Regions from separate parts of the Pan troglodytes genome. Here region 1 is linked to region 2. A link is a contact called in public Hi-C data. All regions are on one chromosome and are shown on one strand. The core of a region is the stretch at or near the end of the contact, and the rest is flanking DNA. Distances in the headings are between cores, read along the strand shown. Region 1 holds the start of PHLDA1 (pleckstrin homology like domain family A member 1). Region 2 has its middle 180 kb from the start of PHLDA1.

The links. A called contact is a pair of places that touch in the nucleus more often than the background predicts.
Region 1: a Hi-C map of stem cell-derived neural progenitor cells shows a contact between it and region 2, with 4 times the contacts expected there. The contact joins the promoter of PHLDA1 here to the enhancer-like site in region 2. A contact is called at or near these places in 1 of 7 Hi-C or Micro-C datasets (stem cell-derived neural progenitor cells) and 1 of 1 datasets of contacts at active chromatin or transcription factors (stem cell-derived excitatory neurons).

Annotation. Positions count from the first base shown.
Region 1 is chr10:82,796,295-82,801,407 of NHGRI_mPanTro3-v2.0_pri, reverse strand. It overlaps PHLDA1 (pleckstrin homology like domain family A member 1), which reads left to right and starts at 3,787. Exons shown (of 2, transcript XM_001161528.7): 1 at 3,787-5,113.
Region 2 is chr10:82,618,773-82,623,877 of NHGRI_mPanTro3-v2.0_pri, reverse strand. No RefSeq gene overlaps it. Among named protein-coding and RNA genes, the nearest start is that of PHLDA1, 180 kb to the left of the region's middle. Within about 2 kb of position 1,442, at least 5 of the 24 cell types and tissues checked have an H3K27ac peak or open chromatin away from gene starts, as enhancers often do. A contact at or near this core is called in stem cell-derived neural progenitor cells, where this site is marked.

The DNA.
Region 1 (5,113 bases), core at 2,538-5,037, 180 kb before region 2:
GTGTTTTTTTTTTTTTTTTTTTTTTGTATTTTTAGTAGAGACGGGGTTTCACCATGTTGGCCAGACTTGTGTCGAGCTCCTGACCTCAGGCAATCCGCCTGCCTCAGCCTCCCAAAGTGTTGGGATTACAGGCGTGAGCCACCGCGCCCAGCCTTGGTTATCTTTTATACCCTGATGAGGGTAACGTGACATGTTCATAATTTACTGGGTTTTAACTTTTTCTTGAAAGATGTTTGACCTTTGGTCTATCCAAATCTTTAATAATGATCATTGTCATGAGTTTCTACTGTATATTGCAAATTGGTTTACAGATCAGAATTTTGTAATCATTATGAATTAAACACTTAATAACTTTCCAAGTTCTGTTACATGTCTTTAAGCCAGTATTGATTAATGGACTTTTAATCAAGTGTTTGACTATGTAACTGCCAAGTAAGAAACTTACCAACTCAGTTCCATTACTGTGTTTCTCATGCTTCTAAATACTCTTACTAGAAAACAGTAGGATACTAGTTTATATAAACACCTCTCATGATATTAAATTGCATGTTGCTTGGGAAAAGGTTTGTGGGATTTATTTTAGATGATGTCTGACTATAAAAGCATTTAAGATTCAGAGAGGCCTAGCATGTAGTTATCCATTTAAAAAGTATACCAGAGATATGTTTGTAGGGCAAATTTCAAGTCCTTACATTTCAAGTTTTAAAAAGTAGGATGCATCATGAAAAATCTGTCAAAAGCATTTGAAAAAATTGATATTCTTTTTATGATGGGTATGGACTTCTAATTCAATTCAAGATTTCTACCTATGTTGAGCATCTACTTGGTATCAAGACTTTTTCTAGGTGATTGGGACACATCAGAAACAATGGTCCTTGCCCTCTTGAATAGCTTGCATACTATTCTAGTGGGAAGGGGAACAGAAATAAGCAATAGGTACAATAAATTATTGAGTAGCATGTTAGAAGATAATATATGCTATGGGAAAAATTAAGGGGAATTGAGTGGCTACCATTTGAGAGTGATCAGGATAGGCCTGTTGAGCCAAGACTTGAAGAAAGTGATGGAGATAACTTTGAGTGCTATGCTGAAAATAGATAACAAGGATAGAATCAGGGAGACAAGTTAGGAGGCCATCATAGTAATCCACTGGGGGGATATGATGGTGATTTGGATCAGGGTGGTAATGAAGGAAGTGGACAGAATCCAGATGTAGTTGAAGGCATAACCAGTAGGATTTCCTGACTAAATGTGTAGATTAAATATTGGGAGAGAAAAAAATTACTACAAGGCAGGCATGATTCTACACACTTGAAGGCCTGGGGCAAGAGTACAATGGAGATACCGTATGTTTAAATATTTAAAAGTACTGTTTAATGAAAATATGCCCAATGTGCCTGTCTTGACAAACTTTCATTAGAACTGGGAAGCCAGGTTTGTATTTATGCCAGAATATAACTTGCGGGCAGAGCTGACCCTCAGCCCATGAGGCACCTTCCTTTTCTTCCCACCCCGGCTCTGAACTGTATGGCAAGGGGCCTCCTGCACATTTACTTGGATGCCATAACCAGTATATTCGAACTGCCCTATCCCCCTAACATGTCAGTGCATGCAATGATGATGTAATGCATTTCCTGGAACAGCTGGGGCTATTCTGGGCAGGGTATTTGGGGTCTTGAGTACCTAGAGTGTAGTGCAGAATGAGTATGCTCTCTAGATTGACATGTCATCTTGACTCTAAAGCACTCAATCCTAAAGCTCAGGGCCTTGGATAAGGGCCTTTCCTGGCCTGGTGTAAGGGCAGTACTGATCTACGGTTTTTAGTTTGAGCATCTGTACAGAGGATTGCTGTCAACTGAGAAAGGGGGCTGCAGGTAGAGTAGGTTAGAGTGAGGAAAATAGTTTGGGAGCTCATTCACATGTTTGATTTCTCTTAGACTACACAAGCCGTACTGTAGAGAAGTGTAAATGGAGAATTTTCAACTTATAGTAGCACTCACTGGCCTGGAATTGATAAAAACTGAAGGCTGTTTTTCACTATAGTTAATTCTAACCTATAAACTGGAGCAGTTCCATGTAGGAATTTGTTAAAACCTATTGTGTATGAATTACAGACTCCTCTGACCATCTGAGTGTTCTTTTTCAGTTTTTTTTTTTTTTCCTATGACCTAAAATCCCCTCAGACTTAAACCTCTAGTGAACTACTCAGTAAATGGCTTTACTAGTAAGTGTTCCCTTGCCTGGTATGTTCATTATTTTTTAACTTCAGTGTTTTATTCTTCGGCAGTAAGCAGTTGGATATAAGTTGGGGGTATAAATTTGGGACTCTGGCATATAGATGTTATTAAAAGTGATGAGACTGGATATCAACAAGGGAATGAGTGTAGATAAAGAAGAGAGCCAAAGACAAAGACTTGGGGCATTCCAACATTAAAAGTTTGGAGAGAAGAGAAAGCACCTCATAGAGGAGACACTGGAGATGTAAAGGAAAACTGAGTGATGTCCATGAAGCCAAGTGATAAACTTTATCCAAGAGAAGAAAATGAACTGTCCAGTGCTGCTGATAGATAACTTTATATTGCCAGCTGTAAAATGTACTTTCAATTAGCCATTTCAAATTTGTTTACCAAAGCAATGATTTTGTTGGCTAGTTTTCTAAACTTCAGTAACTTTTCAGTGACTTGTAGGTTTTCATTGCATATACAGCTGAATTTTTTTTTTTTTTTAAACAGGGTCTTGCTGCCACCCAGGCTTGTATAGTGGTGCGATCCTAGCTCCTGCAACCTTGAACTTCTGGGCTCAAACAGTCCTCCACCTCAGCCTCCCAAGTAGCTGGGACTACATGGTGCATGCCACCACACCTAGCTAATTTTTTTTTTACATTTGTAGAGGGAGGCCTTGCCATGTAGCCCAGGTTGGTTTCAAACTCCTGGGCTCAAGGGATCCTCTCACCTCAGCCCCCTAGAGTGTTGGTATTACAGGTGTGAACCACCATGCCTGGCCCAAAAGTTGTTTTTTTTTTTTTTTTTAAGTTATTTTCTGTAATGCATTTTCTGTGAATTTATTGTCTTTAAAAATTGGCAAATATGGCCATTTTGACATATTTGCCAAATATGAGCATATGGCAACTATGCTTTTAATTTGTTAAGTCACCAACTGTTGGTGGTAACTGTTGAAATAACAAATTAAGAGCAAAGTTATCACCAATCTACGGGATCCTTACACTACTGATATTTTCTATAATGCACCGTAGTCAGACATTGTAGACTTAACCTCTGAGCTGCTCACAAAATTACTAAATCATTCTGAAATACGTAACTGCAAATTCTGGGCTTTAAAGTCTCTAGTTATAATTAAATGGGTGATTTTGAAAATTGGTGGCTGTTCAGACATTTTCAAATGAGAATAGAATGCATTTGTTTCAGACTGATAAACTGCAGAAGGTTAGATAACACCAAACACATTTGAGTTTCTCCTAAGAAAATGACTTGGGGCTCCAGATTACATCTCATTTTTTTTTTTTTTTTACCCTATCAAGTTTGTTTTTCCATATGAAATGTCTTTCCCAACTACACCTGCCCTTGGAGACTGTGAATAACAGACTTAAAGGAAGTATCCTCTCCAGATGAGCTGAAGAATGTCATCCTCTTACAAGAATGAACAGCTGGTCATGGAGAAATTCTCTGGAATGCTCACTTGTCCTACAAAGGCAGGGGAGCAGAAAACATGTAGTTTTTTTGTTGTTGGTATACATAATTGTAAATCTTTGAGATAATTTTACTAGAAGTCCACATAATTTTAATAATTGCCTTTCTCCTGAAAAGATTGCTAATAAATTAACAATGTGAAGGCTAGAAAGCTGGCCAAGCATAATCCGGTGGGACTCCGGATTGCTGGCTGGATTGTCCCGTTTGATCAGACATTGTTTCTTAGATGAATATTCAGGACGCCCTCGTGTATAAAAGTTGTCCTTTGTTCTGACTACCTTGGTATTAAGTTCGAATTTCTTACCATGACACACAAAGGATTCGATTCTTGCTTAGCTCTCTAAGCTCCTCTCACTTTCTCTTCCCCTCTTGAATTCTTTGCTCTTGCCACACAACTAGCAGATGAACTAATCTATCTGTTCCAACGTGGGCACAGTAGCAGCCCTAACTCTTACCTTGGCCCACTCTGACTTGTCCAGCCCTGGTTGAATTCTTCGTATCCCCGTGAGGGTCCGCACGTAGTTGGGGCTGTTTACTAAACGGATGAACTTCCCTACCGGGAGGCTAGGTCTCGGTTATGCCTTACTTCCCAGGAAGCGGCTTCTATAGGCATTGTTTAAATGTAGGAGTAGGAGGGAGCTGGGGGTATTGCATTCCCCAGGTCACAGATAAATGAGATTCCAAAACCAAGATCTGGCTAGGCCTTGGAAAGAGGGACCTGCGAGGCCGACCAGACGTTTGGAACTGCGCCTTGCAGTGTGGGATCTCAGCACCGGATATTACCCCGGTTTGTAGAGAGTTGAGTTACTGTTTTAAGAGACGTTGCACACCGTACGGGTCAAGAAGAAAGCCGAAGACGGGTTAGCGCCTGCGGTCGGGGTCGAGAAAAAGGCGAGATGCGACCTGACGTGGGTCCACCTCTCTCCACCCGTGGCAAGCCCGACAGTCGCACTATTGCTTTAACAATCGCCCTCTTTCCAAGAAGAGCTACTTAGTGACCGTGAGCGAATATGCGTGGGAAGACACGATGTCCTCTCGGCCTCTGTGCGCTCAGTTGTTTACCTAGGCGTCCGGGGGAGGCACACTCGCGGGACTCGCGGGACTCGGCCCCGGCCTCCTAGCTCGCCCAGGACACGACGCTGGTTCTGCGGGCTCTCGGAGCCCAGCGCGAATCCCCCGGGCTAATTCCCAAGAACCGAGAGGCAGCACTGCCTGGAGGCTGCCCCCGCCTCCGCGCCCCCGTCCTCACTTTCTGAGGCTGTTAGCAGAGAGTCCCGCGGGCCGGGGAGAAGCGGGACGCGGGGGATGGCCTCGCAGCGCCCTGTGAGCGTCGGCAGTAGTCAGGCAGCCAGGGCTCCTTGGGCGATCGCCCTGGGTAGAGGAGAGGAGTTTCCGGGGCTCGGGTC
Region 2 (5,105 bases), core at 193-2,692:
GGGCGGCTTAAACAAGAGAAATTTATTTCCTCTCAGTTCTGGAGGCTAGGTGTCTAAGATTAAGGTGTCGGCAGGGTTGGTTTCTTCTGAAGTCTCTCTCCTTGGCTTGTAGATGGCTGTCTTCACCCTATGTCTTTATATTGTCTTCTCGTACGTCTGTGTCTAATCATCTGGCCTTAGAAAAACACCAGTCATACTGAATTCGGAATCATTCTAATGACCTCATTTAACCTTAACTACCTCTTTAAAGACCATATCTCAAAATACAGTCACATTTTGAGGTTCTAGAGATTAGGACTTAAACACATGAATTTTAAGGGAACACAATTTAGCCCATAACAACTATGGAACCATATCTACTACATAATATACCCTCAAAAAAAGATTTTTGAATGTCTTTTGCCTCAGCCAAGATGTTTCCTATATATTCTGCTCAGTCAGGAATCAACCCAAGGCTCTGGTGAGAGGGCCTAAACAGACCCTGCCACAGGGCAACTGTGTTGTTTCAATCTTTACTGATCCCCTAACCGTACACCAAAATGAGCCTGGATGGGGAAGATGCTATAATTGCAAGGAGGGCACTCCTAGTCCTATTTTAATAGTTCAGAAAACTGGAACTCAGAGACGTGAAGTGACATCTCCTCAGTCACACAACCAATGCATGTCAAAACTGGGAATTACGTGTGAGAATTTCAAGCACCTGGAATTGTCTTCCTATTAGGTCAGAGCTAATGAAGTTTAACAGAGCTTGAGCTTTGAAGGAATGAGTGTGTACTAGTTCTCAGAGAAGACTTGCAGCATGCAATGAGAAAAGAGGTCATTCCAGGTGAGTGAAGGAACATGAGCAAAGCAGAATCAGGAATAGTAAAAGGGGCTCTTTATTTTAAGCTACTGTCCACTCTCCAGTATGTACAATGGCATATATTACCATTGACATTGAAGTTAGGTTGACAGTGCCTCTCTAAATAATCCAGGAAATAATGAGGCATCTCAGATGTGTCATCAATTTATTTACTGGCTCATTGGGAAAGACATTACATTATTCATTAGCTGCTTTATATTTGCAAAATGGTTTGCCATAATTTTGATTTGATTTCTCCCTAGCAAGCTAGTTCAGGGTGGTCACTGCAAGTTGCTCAGCTCACTAAGGAAACATTTAAAGATATAAAGACATTAAATTGGCCAAAACCTGCTAAGAGCAAGAGCTAGGATTAAGAATTGGAAACTTCAGAGACCTCCTCTGTTTTGCCTCTGGGGCTGGCTTTTTCCATAAACAGGCTTCTGGGAAGCAGCATGATGAGGGGATTCCATGAAGAGCATGGCATTTTCTATAACCATTTATTGAAAATGCAAGTCATCAAATTAGAAGAAAGGCATACCAGGGAAGCAGAGAGGCCCACACTCTGGGCCAGGGTTTTAGAGCAAGGGTCCTGGACTGGGTTCTGTGTAACACATTTGTATTGACGACCATGAAAGGATTCAGCGTCTTGAATGAGACAGCTGCTTGTACAGAGGCGTTTTTTATGAGCTGACAAGTTAGCCAGAAACAAAGCATGTTTGTAGGAAGTAAATCGTTGCCAGTTTTAATCTGAGCTTTTCATTCAGCTGTAGCTGGAGACAATTGAGTTTTTAATGTTCTGCATGAAGTTCCTTGATTCGGATTTTGGTCAGAATGAGGCCCGGGGTTTGGTTTGGCTTTAGGTGTTCCATTTGCAAAATGTCACCAATATCAATGAAAACAAAAGCTATGCTGGTTGTTTTCATTTCCTGCTGATCATAACTTTTCCAAGGGACAGGGTCTGGACAAACAAAGCTGCCTCCTTGAAGGATGTTTATGTTTCTAGCTCCAAGAGTGAGATTAAAGAGGGTAAACAGTTGACATGTTATGATGTGAAAATGATTTAAAGTCCACACTAAGATGAGAATTAAACTGAGATCCTCACTGGGGTCTTGAGGAGTCAGAGGAAGTTGCTTTGAGGCACATCAATGAGAGTGAAGAATTGCTTCTTTGATTGGGTTTCTTCAGGAGAGATGTTTCTCCTAAGAAAAATTTCCAGATAGCTGAAAAAAAAATTTCTTTTAAAAAAACTAAAAAAAAGTGTGTTTGTGGAAAATTATTTAAAAATGCATTATATAGTTTCCTGCCTTATCAACAAGAGTGTAGACCACAATATGCCCTGTTCTTGATGACTCGGGGTAGTCATTACCTTCACCAGCTCAAAAGCAGTGACACCTGTGGGCCCTGTTGATGCCATCCTGCACCAGTTCCCTAGAGGAACCTGCAGGGTGAATGGATGATGGCTGGGTGCCACTGAGAATTTATATTTGTATTGTGGACCATGAATGGTATTCTTTCACTAGAACATTAAAAATAAAGGTAGTAACTAAGCATACCCAAATCTTGCTAAGAGAAAGATAACTAGATTTACTAAGCCAACTAAGTTAACATTTCAACTAATTACATGTTGATTGGGTTGGTTTGACCAGCAGTGCCTTCTCATAAGAGAGTTGTTCCTGAACCTCAGCCCTGTGGCCTGAAGTTTTTTACGGTTTGTCTCTTCATGTACATGTAAGCAGGGACCTTAAAAACTACCTCTGGGTTTGTATCATGTCAGTTACTGTAGCACAGCTCAATCCTGTACAATTGGAACTCTAAAAACTAGAATTTTGCTCTTTTTAGACTACACTCCCTGATGATCATTCATCTCTTTTAAAACTGTATTCAGACTTTAGGCAATCTTCTTTGGGATTTCACCTTCGTAAGGATGCACCTTCTTAGAGATTCTGTCTTAGCCTCCTGAACAGACAGTCAATAACCCCAGTGGCTGAGTTATTCTCTGGTCATGCTGAGGTCCAAACTACACTAAACAACACAGTTTACCTGTGGTCTACCTGGTCTGAATTGTCTTACCACTTTCCTAAAGGGAATGGATATTATCTCTACCTGCAGTTTTAGGTGGGAAAAGATTGGTTTTGTGGCTGAATACCACTAGAAAGACTCTCTTCCCTAGGAAAAAAAATTAATCTGAATTTATGGTCTTCCCAGGTATCCTAGTTTGAAATAGTCTTCTTTTAATCCTGAGGGACGTGTTAAAAAATAATATGCTTTTGACTTATTTCAAACTATTGCTTTCCCAATAGTGAATCCTTCTGAAAAATTTTAACCCTAGGATGTCTCGCCTACTGGCAGACTCTGTGATACCTACTTTGCGTTATTTTCTGATTCTTAGCTGTTGTATATTTAAATTTCCTGGATAAGAGATCCCTGGATAAGAGAGAGACTATTCTTCACGATTTTAATTGACTTTATTCGGTTGTTTGCTACAGATTTATTAAATCAAAAGCCCTAAATCTAAGGCTGAATCATGGGCCCCACGTAAATCAGGCCTTAATCCCAGGAACCTGTAAATGATACCGTACAGGGAAAGAGGGCCTTTGCCAATGTGATTAATTTAAAGATCTTGAGATGGGGAGATTATCCTGGATCATCTAGGCGGACCCTAAATGCAATCACAGGCATCCTTATGAAAGAGAGGCAGAGGGAGATTTGACATAGACAAAAGAGGAGAAGGCAACATGATCATAGAGGCCAAGCTTGAAAGATGTGGCCACAAGCCAAAGAATGCAGATAGCCACCAGAAGCTGGAGGAGGCAAGAAACAAATTCTCCCTTAGAGCTTCATGAAGGAGTATGGCTGTGTTGACACCTTGGTTTTGTCCCAGTGATCTGATTTCAGACTCTGGCCTCCACAACAATGAGAGAATACATTCCTATGTTTTTAAGTCACCAAGTTTGTGACCTAAAAAAACATTTTAAGTTACATTTGTTACAGCAGCCATAGGGAACTAATACAAAGGGCTTATGAACTGCTCTTCAATTCCATGTTTAAAGTAATCATCTGCAATACATTCTTAAAATGCACCAAGTTTTGTGTTAGTCCGTAAGGAAGGCAGAGAAGAAATAAAGGACGTGGTTTCTTCCCTCAAGGGCTTTATGGCCTCAATGGGGAGACAAGGTTCATGAGACAAGGGCAGGTGACACAGGGAAGTGTATCATTAAATGCTACATTACTTTTATAGGCTCATAAGAGCTGATGAGGTTCAGAGAAGAAGTTGATGAATTGGAAATATATAGGAAAGGATTATTGGAAGAGAAGGAACGTGGAATATTTCCAGGCAGAGAGAAGGAGGGTAAGCATTCCTGCAGAGAAGAATATGAGTGATGGCAGAAGTAGAACTGAACCTGGTATGCATTAATAGGGCAGGGACCATGATTGCGTCATTCACTATTGATCCCCATCACCTAGTGTAGTGTCTGGCACATAATATGTACTCTATAAATATTTAATGAATAAACAGATGTTGTCTTTGTAGGATATCACCATTCTAGCTGGCCTGCAGGAGCAGAGAACATACTTTAGGAATAATGGGGAATTAGTTTGGGTATGTAGGGCAGGACCCATGAAAACCAGGGAGAAGAAAGTCAACATTTTAAAGCACCAACATACTAGAGGTGGATTATTCCTTTAGAGGGTTTGAAAGGCATTTAAGGAACATGCCTCCATGACTCGCTCCCTTCCTTCCTTTTTTGTCCACTAGATCTCCAGTCTTCCTATGAAACTGGGTTGAAAAATACATAAAATTAACTTGACAATCTACTTGTGCCATCTGAGTTTGCCTTAGTTTCATCTGGAAAGAGGAGGTATCGATGGGCTTTCAGAATCCAGGACAAGCGATCAGCCTGAGAGTCATGTCCCTCATGTCATGGCTTCTGAAATCTACAGACTGTCTGTGGCTTTCTTTTGCCTCCCCTCTCTTCACTGAGCCAAGCTGGACAAGAACTGGCAGCTTTACCAGGACAATTGGATACATTCGGGCTTTATTTTCTTGGCACACTGAAGACATTAACCAGCTTCCAAATGATAAGAAACGGGAATTTTTAGTACCAAATCCAAGTTCATTCTCACAGAAGGGGTGTTTCCATTGTTTGAAAAGAGGGGTGCTAGCTGCTGAGTGACATGTTCTTTATCCATGATGACAGTCCCCGTTGGCACATCACAAGCATTGTTTCAATAATAAAATTATCCTAGCTGCCAGCGGGGCCAG